Regions from separate parts of the Sus scrofa genome. Here region 1 is linked to region 2. Evidence: chromatin contacts called from public Hi-C data. All regions are on one chromosome and are shown on one strand. The core of a region is the stretch at or near the end of the contact, and the rest is flanking DNA. Distances in the headings are between cores, read along the strand shown.

Region 1 (5,240 bases), core at 2,498-4,997, 77 kb before region 2:
ATATCTGTGAATGTTCTTAAACCAGACTTTAAACACATATCCTTTGCCTGACATTCACAGTCTCTTGTAATTTTAACTGACACAAGCTGAAAAAAAAAAATGACTTTCTAATAGAAAAGGTAGGTGTTCCCATAATTGTAGTGCTTAATCACTCCTATGACAGTTTGCTACCATTGGAAACTCAGATTTCTAATCCATCATGTGTAATGATAAGCACTGCATGTTTAGCAAAATTACATTAGCATTTCATTAAATATACACAGTAAAATGGGTGGCATTTCAAAAGCCCTAAAGACTTGTCATTTGCTGGAATCATTTAGGTTGGTAACTGTAATCACACTGCTCATTTGAAGCCAAGTCTCAATTATCCATGTATGGATTATCCACAAGAGACATTACATGATACCTCACATCAACAGTCACTGCTTCTTGTCTACAGATATGAGTCCAGGGGGCAAGAGGAGGGGATGCTTTAGAAAGCATTTGTTCCAGTGCCTGATTTCACAGATGGAAGGAACTGAGACCGAAAGAGGTTAAATGACTTGTCCAAGGTCAGTCAGCTGATAAATAGTAAAAACATAGAACTAGAATTCAGGTTTGTTTGATGCTAAGGCCAGAGTCTTGCACCAGCACCTTCTAAATAATTTACACATTGTTTTATTTTTTGGTTCTTCAGGATTTAACTTGTTTTTAGTTATGTAACAGTAACCTGTTTATATCACACATGTTAACAGAAATATTACCACTACGACAACTATGCAAAGAAAAATTGTACTTGGATGGGAAGTGCACATTGTCTATAGCATGTCCCTCTCCATTTTAAAATGTTAAATCTGTGGAAGCTCTTAATACAACTTAGTAAGACATAGATAACTGAGAGTAGTGCAAAAATAAATCTTGTCTATAGACACAGAAGTTCTATCCAATGGGCATTCATGGCAATAGAAAAAAAATGTGTTAGGATTTTGCCGTCAGGGGTTATCTCATCATCATTATTAAGAATAAGGATGAGATGATATCACTCCAAGTCCAAGAAAATATAACTAGATTGTACACAGATGCACCTTTATTTCCAGCAGACACACTTTCAAAGGGGTATTTGACAATATTTTGATACAATAAAATATGTAGCTCTCTCATTATTATTTGTTCTGATTAGCCTTTATGCATTGCCCAATCTTTTGGCCTTTTATCTTTACACTTCTGCATTTCCAAACTTCCCCATCATCTAGATTTCTGCAGCATTCTTTTATGTTTTTCTCTTTGAGAATTAATCACATTCCAGCATTATTTACTGTCAGGGTCATTTTTACCTGGATCTTTATCTGCAAGGCACTAGCACAAGGATCTCAAAGTGATGTGGTAGCTTCAAGTCATGCCTTCTATTTCAGTCCACTGATGGACTTATATGTCCACTAATACAAACATTCCCCCACTGAGAATTTGGACCTCTAATTTGGCAGAACCAAAGGTGACGGGAAATATAAACAAACAGATGGGTTGTTCATTAAGAATGATGATAGAGGCTAATGTTACTTCCTTTCTTTGCTTCTCAGACTCCTGATGCTCTAGCTGTTGGGTCAATATATACCAGTCACAGGTTTAGTCTGTATCCCAAACTCTGCAAGGTGTTGTTCCTGGGCACCACGGCAGCATTTTTACAACTATCTTCTCAATCACATATCCATTGTTTATCAAGTGTGATGCAGTTTGCTTCCTAAATTTTTCTCACACTTGAACCCAGTATTGCTGTCTTATTTCAGGTCGTTATCATCTACTTAAATTTTGCAGTGCTTTCTAACTGGTACTTTTCCTTCTTGTCTCTCATCCACTTTCAGTGGTGCCAATCACGATCGAAATAAAATGCCCTTCCCTCCAACTTATTTCTAGATCTGCGTTTGACACACTTCAATCCCTATTACTTTTTACTGCATTACTCATTAGCCCACCCACAGCTTCAGCTGGCTCTTCAGACTTGACCACTGGCATTGCTTTTTGCTTACTTTGGATGCATTCTTTTACTGTGTTTCAAAACCTCCCTATACTGTCTCAAGTTATCCTACCCTGGACAAGGACTACTAGGTCTGGACCTTAGTGCAGTGGAATGTTCTCTTGCCAAAAGTACCCTGGCCTACCAAGAAGGATCTGGTCTACCCTGGACAAGGACTACTAGGTCTGGACCTTAGTACAGAGGAATGTTCTCTTGCCAAAAGTACCCTGGCCTACCAAGAAGGATCTGGATATTTCTTGCCACTGAACTGGTTGTTTCTTTATGCCATGGATGTTTTGTATATGCCATTCCTTCTATCTTAATGTCCTTTCCTTCTTCCTGCTGGCAGGATCACCATTCAAGAATCAGTTACTAAAAGACAAAAAAAAAAAAAAGAGTCAGTTACTGTATTGCTTTCTCTTATAAGCCTCCCATGGGCAAAATAAAAATATGAAGACAGCCCTATAATATTTTTCACTGCATAGCAGTAGTATAATACTTGTCACAATAATAATAATAATAACACAATACAATAATAATGCAATGGCATAAAATTTATTAATGCCTATTATTTGCTGGTATCTGTGTTAATTACAGGTATTACATTGGCCTGTGTGAATTAATATTCAAACTATAGACTTCCTGAGAAGAATCTGTTCTCTTCTCATTCAATATCTAACATGTAGTCTAATTTAAGGCTTCATGATTGGTGTTCAAAAAGTAATTTCTGCACTGAATTAAATTAAATTGTTTGGGACACACTCAGTTTACCATCTTTCTTTCTACATGGTTCACAAAACAGTAATTCTTTCATATTATGTCACTTAACACATTAAAATTTCCAACTTAATTCTTGCCTGAGATTCCTTCTTCCAAACAACTGGCTTCAGTCTTGCATAACAATTCAATTTGCCCTAACTATAGCTTTTTGTCTCCACAATAACAGCTTCCAGGACAGCAGAAAGAACTTTAGAACTTGTTATTCCAGTAGGGATTGGTGAAGGTAAGGGCAGAGAAGAGCAGGAAGAAGCCTCATCATGTTTGGCACATGGAGTGTTTGCTGTACTTTCTGTAATGTGTGCCTCTGTTTAAGTCGAGGATTAATGTATTGAACAAGCAAACAATTGCTCAACTCCCTGGGTAGCTGGATCTCATTCAGTGTATGACAGGTAACTGTCATTTGAATCTGAGCTGAACTTGTTGGGAAATGCCTGTATGGCTTGTATACAAAGTCTTTTTTGCTCACCCAGGTTGAAAACATTTAGTTGTCTGCTCATGGGAAACTGAGAGTCTGCCTTGCCTCCAGGCACTGAAGCCTGAAACAAATTAAGTTTCCATCTCTCCTCTGGCTATTTGGGTTTGAACAACCTCAAAAGCAGTCTAGTAAACAAACAAGATTCCACTTGAGTTGCAGCCCTATTTATAATCTAAAGCCAAGGACTCCCAGACCAGGCTGGGGCATGTTAGATCTATAATAAAGAATCAAAGAATTGCAATGTAGAGGTAGGGGTAAGGCAGGGCAGTGCCGTTGAATGAAAATGGATGTGGTTGTCAATGTGTCTCCATGTGAAATGGAGGTCAGAAAAGCTGGGGAGTGTTCAGAAAGGGATCTGTGTCACAGCAGAGTGGCAGTGGGCCTGTGTCAATTAAAGAGCTAAGCCAATGTGAAAAGCATGTTTTCAACAAGTAAATAACCCTATTTTAGGAGACTGATTGCTAAAGCAGCTTCACTGCCTAATGGGGCTAGTCAGTCATTCAGCGTATATTTGCTGTCTGGCCTTGGAGCTGGCACTGCAATACAAGCAATGCAGTGGTAAGCCCCGTCCTGGGGCTCCAGTATTTTCATGTAGGACACTAGCAGAAAGGAATAGAAAGAGATTTTTTTTTTAAACCCTACAATTTGTAATAAAGGCCTGAAGGAAACAAAAATGTTGAGCTGTTTCTATTCATACAGGTACTTGGGGAAAGAGCACAGAGATATTCCGACCTGTATCTGTAGAGTGCTCTCCCCACCAGAAAACTCCGAACACACATGCACTCACTTGAGACTCTGATCTTTGTGATACCTCATCTGAGGTCTGTTCCAACCATAAGTTTTTACTACCTTGGACATTTTCATCATTCAACATGGGAGACCAGAGGGTCTGAATTATATTTATGAAGAACATAATTCCCTATTGAGATATGGTTCTAAGCTCCTAGTTTAATAGTTTAAATTATTTGGATCAAGATGATATAAATCACATAAAGTAAATGACTGTCCAGTTTTTCTAGTTCATTCAGTCTGGGTAGCCTGAATCCTGATTGCCTAATAAAGGTAATAATTATAATGTCACCTTCACATAGACTGCAGTAACTCTGCTTCTTTTATAAAGATATAATTGTAATGGGAACAACAGGAAGTTACAAGAAACAAAATCATCATTAAAAGATAAAAACCTAATAGTATCACATAGAAGAATCAGTCTCTACGGACAGAATGATCTATATATTATGTTAATGAAACAGCATCTCTCTGAGGGAACATTCCTGCCCATCCCCTCATCACAAACAAAATTCTAATAAAAGCTGGATTTAGAAGAGGCAAGTACTAAACTGTGTGCCACACATCCTGCGATTGCTAGTAATGACATTAGATTGTAAATCCTCCAAAAATAAATTTCCATTCAATTGCTATTTTTAAGCATGTACAATAGATTCATTATGCCTTTTATTTCTCCAGCTGGAAAAATTAAAAAATTAAACAGATAAAATCAACTTTAGCTTTTTGAATTTTTTTATTCTCTTGCTTGGTTTTTAAATGAACCTGTGGTATACAGATTTGAATTAATTTGTGAGTCGTGACACAACTTTCAACACTGATCCATGTGTGAGCCATCTTTTATTTTACTTAGTTGTTTGTTCACTCATTCATTTCAATAACTAATAAATATCTGTGAACCCAACATCCAGGCCAAGAACTAGAACACTGACAATTGTTTAAATGTATATTAACATACTCTTCTCTTCTGTCCTCCTGTCTGTGGCTCCAGTGCAAGTTATCCGTCATACTGACTTTTGTACTTTTATTTGCATTGTTTTTGTTGTTGTTGTTGTTGTTGTTGTTGATAGGCTAACTAGACTTGCCTAAGTTTTATTAAAAATAGCATATGCTTAAGCAAGTTTTTTTAACATTGAGATTTCTTTCTTTTTTTAAAGAGGATTCAAAGAAATGGAAAGATATCTCATGATCCTGAATTGGAAGAATTAA
Region 2 (4,921 bases), core at 1,202-3,701:
ATTTTAAAAATGAAGAGACACCTTTGTGACTCTCCCCCCAGAAAAGGTTAGCTAGGGTAGAACTATAGGGGAGCTCCCGTTGGAACAGCTAGGATGTAGGTGTGCAGCTTGTCTGAAGCATGGATCCCATAGCACATGGCTATTAGAACAATGAGCCCAGGGCCAGCACACGAGTGGTGAAGCCAAGTCTGATATCCACAATGAGCCTAAAGCCTTAAGGCTAAAATGGTCCCAAGTTAAGGATATCTTGGCTTCTTGTAAAAACAGAGGCAGAAATAGAAGCAACTCCCTCTGGAAGAAAGATACATTCATTTAAGTCCATGGATGTCACACCAATTAAAATCAAAGTAAGTTCACAAGCTACGAAGAGTGAGTATCGACAGAAACAATAAATATAGCTATTGACACTTCCCCATTCAGGGACTGTAGATACTGGAAATATCGGGTTCAGAATACAAAACAGGTATGTATGATATGTTTAAAGAAATCCAGGACCCAAAAACTACAAATGCAAACAAGAATTATCTAATATTGTAAAGGATCTGAACCTGGAGGTTTTCATCTTTTTTGTGTGTGAGAATATTTTCAACTATTGTTTCAAAGTCAGTTGATCCTTTAGGAACATTCATGTTTCCGTATCCTTATGCATCAACTTCAGTAATTTCATTTTTCTTTGATATAATTGTTAGAGGTTTCCAAACTTATTGATATAAAGTTGTTCACATTTTCATCACATTTGATATCTTTGCTGTATCTTTAGCTACTTTTTAAAAAATGTCTAATGTTTCTTTTTTTTTCTCCCTTTTTATGACTCAAACTTCCCAGAGTTTTATTTTATTAGTTTTCTCAAAGACTCAAAATTTAGTTTTGTTGGTCTTCTACAGCCAATGTCTATGTCCAATTTTATATATGTCTTCTCTTCCCTCCACTATTTCTATCTTATACTTTTGGCTTATTCTGTTGCTATTTTCCAAAATTTTTCCACTGAATAATGTGCCAGGTTCAAAATTCTACACTCTACTTTGTGATGAAAATTCTGCAAACAACAAACAATTCTCTTTGTCAGAAAGTCTACCTTTTACCTCAATAGAAGGAACTAGTGAGAGGACTGGATGGCAGGTGAAGGGGCTGGTTTATTGACGCTTGTTGATTTATCCTACCAGGCCACCCTGCTTGCCTTTTATCCTGGCAGCAGAAGAATTAAAGCTTACAGCTTGCGGCTCACTGGGACACTCCCTCCACCCACCTCATTGTGCCTCCTCACAGCACCAACCATGCAGTGCTGATTCCTGATGTGTCAGAGTTGGGACAAAACAAGACCTCTCTGGATCTTCTGAAGTACCAGCACCAACTGGGCAGCCTCCCCTGTTCAGAGATTAGAGCCCCATTCTGTGAGTCCCTCCTCCAAGCCCCTGAGGTACCAGCAGCAGACAGTTAGGTGGCACCCTCTCTTCGAATTCCGAGTCCTAACTTTGTAGGCTCCTTCCAGGAAGCTTCTAAATTCTATTCATCTCAGCCTCTTCTTTTATTCTCTCCACCCCTAAGGATGGTAGCAACTTTTCCTAAAGATCCCTACTAATGTTCCCTTTGTTCCTTTTTAGTTCTCTAGCACTTGAATGACAAATTCCATGCATTAAATTCTTCCCATTGAGGGGAGACGGGACTAAGATGGTGGAATAGAAGGACTAGAGCTCAACTTCTCGTATAGAAACAACAAAATTACAACCAAAGGCTGAGCAACCTTCAGCCAAATGGACTGGAAACTTTCAAAAAGATATCCTACTCCAGAAGACAAAGAGGAGGCCACATCAAGAGGTAAGAGGGAAAATTACACAATATAAGCAACCCCATACCTCCCAGATGGGAAGCCCCACAGACTGGAAAGTAACTGTATCACAGAGACTCACATGCAGGAGTGAGAGTTCTGAGCCCCACGTCAAATCCCCATGCATGAGGATCTGGCACTGGGAGAAAGAGCCCCTGGAGCATGTGGCATTGAAGGCCAGTGGGGCTTGTGCTCCACAGGACTAGGGGAGACAGAGACCCCATTCTTGAAAGGTGCACACAGACTTTCACATGCGCTGGGTCCCAGGGCAGAGCAAAGGCACCATAGGAATCTGGGTCAGACCTGACTGCAGTACTTGGAGGATCTCCTGGGGAAACAGGGGGTGACTGTGGCTTGTTGTGGGGGAAGAGCATTGGAGGCAGAGTTCTCGGGAATATTCATCAGAATGTGTTTCTCTGGAGGGGGCCATTTTAGGAAAATCTGGCCCCACCTATCAGCGTTGAGAAGCCCCAGGCCAAACAATAATCCCAGGTGGGATCACACCCCACCCATCAGTAAACAGGCTGCCTAAACACCCCCAGGCACACAGCCACCTCTACTCTCACCCAGAGACTAGCCCCACCCACCAGAGGGATAGGAATTAGCCCCACCTACCAGTGGGCAAGGACCAGTCCCTCCCACCAGGAAGTCTACAGCAAGCTCCTGTACCAACTTCAGCCACAACGGGGACAGACATAAGAAGTGAGGCTACAACTCTATTGTCTGCAAAAAGGACACCACAGCAAAAACCTGTAAAAATGAAAAGGCAGAGAACCACAACTCAGATAAGGGAGAAAGGAAAAAACCCCAGAAAAACAGCTAAGCAAGGAGGAGGTTATTAGCCTCCAGGAAAAAGACTTTAGACTGTTGATGCTGAAAATGACGCAAGACATTGGAAATAAACTGGAGGCAAAGATTGATCATTTACAGGAAACACTGAGCAAAGAAATACAAGATATAAATTCTCCCTGTGTAGCACTGGGAACTCTGTCTGGTCAATTATGATGGAACACATAATGTGAGAAAAAAGAATGTATACATGTATGTGTAACTGGGTTACCATGTGTTGCAGTAGAAAGAAAATATATATAAAGAAATTAAAATTTAAAAAATAAATAAGTAAATTCTTCCTGTTGAAATACCAAGAGTGATTTGTTTCCCTGAATGAACCCCAACCAATTTAAATATTCAGCTTATTTATTTTCATTTTTTCTTATTCTAAACATTTAAAGATTGTCAGATTCTCTCTTGGTACATCTTCCTGTATAACAAAGAAGAATCTGGAAACTACATCTCCCAGAATAATTTTTTCTGTATATTCTGTATTTGAGTGTGGATTAGAGTTTCCTTCTCTAAGAAAAGGAGAGGTGATTACTAGAAGCATGGGCAAATATCTGATATAAAATTCACAGTAGCTTCTGGATGGATTCCCCCATTCCAGGGCTTCAGGCAGCTGAGATAATCAACAGGAGCTTCCTGAAGGTTTTTTAGATTCTTTGGGGCTTCTAAGAAAGCACTGGAGAAGCAACTGGAATTCTTCTTACAACTGCCTTTTTTTTTTTTTTTTTTTTTTTTCTTTTTACAGCTGCATCTATGGCATATGCAAGTTCCCAGGCTGAGGGTTGAATTGGCGCTGCAGCTGAGACCTACAGCACAGCCAAGGCAACACCAGATCCAAGTCATATCTGGAGCCTACAGCTCTACTTGCAGCAACACTGGATCCTTAACCCACTGAGAGAGGCCAGGGACTGAACCCACATCCTCACAGAAACTATGCTGCATCTTCAATCTGCTCAGCCACAATGGAAATTCCATGAAGTTTTTTTCTTTTATTATAATTGTTGGCTCATCCTCAGGCCACACTTAGTAATTCTTTAGGTTCATCTTTTGTTTCCCACTAAAATACAATCATTTAGAGATAAACTGATTAACATCTCTTACTTTTTCTTGACTAATTATTAGTGAAGGGATTTCCAAATGGCTATTGACAAGAAAGTCTACTGAATATCTAGATTATTTTGAGCATTTAGAAATCATATCAAAGAAAAATTATGAGCTCATTTTTCAAGATTACACATGCAATTTAAAATACACAAATTGGCTCCCCATATATTAGCGTGCAAATTTTTAAGCAGTAGATCTACACTGCAGCTGATCATCAGAATGGCCACAGGGGATTTTTTAAATAGACACACACTTGGGCCTTATTTCTGGAAGCTCTGTCTGCAGTTGGGTTCGGATTTCTATATACATTTTAAAGCTCTCTGGGTGAATTTAGATGACCAGCTATGAATTGGAAGCACTACTTTGTACTACCTTTTGGTGTATGTGTGCCAAATGGTAGGTTCTTGTTAAATCGTCTATTTTATACAGTAGTCTGTATATGTTATTCTCACCCTCCCAATTTCTACCTCCCCCGGTGGTTTCACCTATGGTAGCTGTAAGACTGGTTTTGAAATCTGTGAGTTTGTTTCTGTTTTATAAATAAGTTCTTTGATATCAGCTTTATTAGATTCCACATATAAATGATATATATTTGTCTTACTCTGTATGACTTACTTCACTTGGTATGATAATCTTTAGGTCCACCCGTCTTGCTCCAAATGGCATTATTTCATCTTTTTATGGCTGAGTAGTATTCCACTGTGTGTATATACCACTTCTTTATCCATTCCTCTGTCAATGACATTCAGGTTGCTTTCATGTCTTGGATATTGTAAAATTGTGCTGCAATGAACATTGGGAGTGCATGTATATTTTCAAATTACGTTTTTCTCCAAATAGATGCCCAGGAGTGGGATTTTTGGATCACACAGTAGCTCTGTATTTAGTTTTTTAAGGAACCGCCATACTGTTCTCCATAGTGGTGGCATCAATTTACATTCCCACCAACATGGAAGAGGGTTCCCTTTTCTCCACACCCTCTGCAGCATTTAATATTTGTAAACTTTTTGATGATTGCCATTCTGACTGGTATGAGGCAATAAATACCTCATTGTAAGTTTGACTTGCATTTCTCTAATAATTAGTAATGTTGAGCATTTTTTCATGTGTTTTTTTGGGCCATCTGTCTGACTTCTTTGGAGAAATGCCTAT

Evidence for each region. A called contact is a pair of places that touch in the nucleus more often than the background predicts.
Region 1: a Hi-C map of liver shows a contact between it and region 2, with 2.8 times the contacts expected there. The contact joins two enhancer-like sites. A contact is called at or near these places in 1 of 5 promoter capture datasets (liver) and 3 of 47 Hi-C or Micro-C datasets (liver and skeletal muscle).

Annotation. Positions count from the first base shown.
Region 1 is chr5:91,110,633-91,115,872 of Sscrofa11.1, reverse strand. LOC102159120 (a long non-coding RNA gene) reads right to left here. Exons shown (of 9, transcript XR_002344338.1): 9 at 1,047-2,362. Among named protein-coding and RNA genes, the nearest start is that of BTG1, 300 kb to the right of the region's middle. Within about 2 kb of position 3,747, at least 4 of the 83 cell types and tissues checked have an H3K27ac peak or open chromatin away from gene starts, as enhancers often do. A contact at or near this core is called in liver, where this site is marked.
Region 2 is chr5:91,032,476-91,037,396 of Sscrofa11.1, reverse strand. All of the region lies in intron 2 of LOC102159120 (a long non-coding RNA gene), which reads right to left. Among named protein-coding and RNA genes, the nearest start is that of BTG1, 220 kb to the right of the region's middle. Within about 2 kb of position 2,451, at least 7 of the 83 cell types and tissues checked have an H3K27ac peak or open chromatin away from gene starts, as enhancers often do. A contact at or near this core is called in liver, where this site is marked.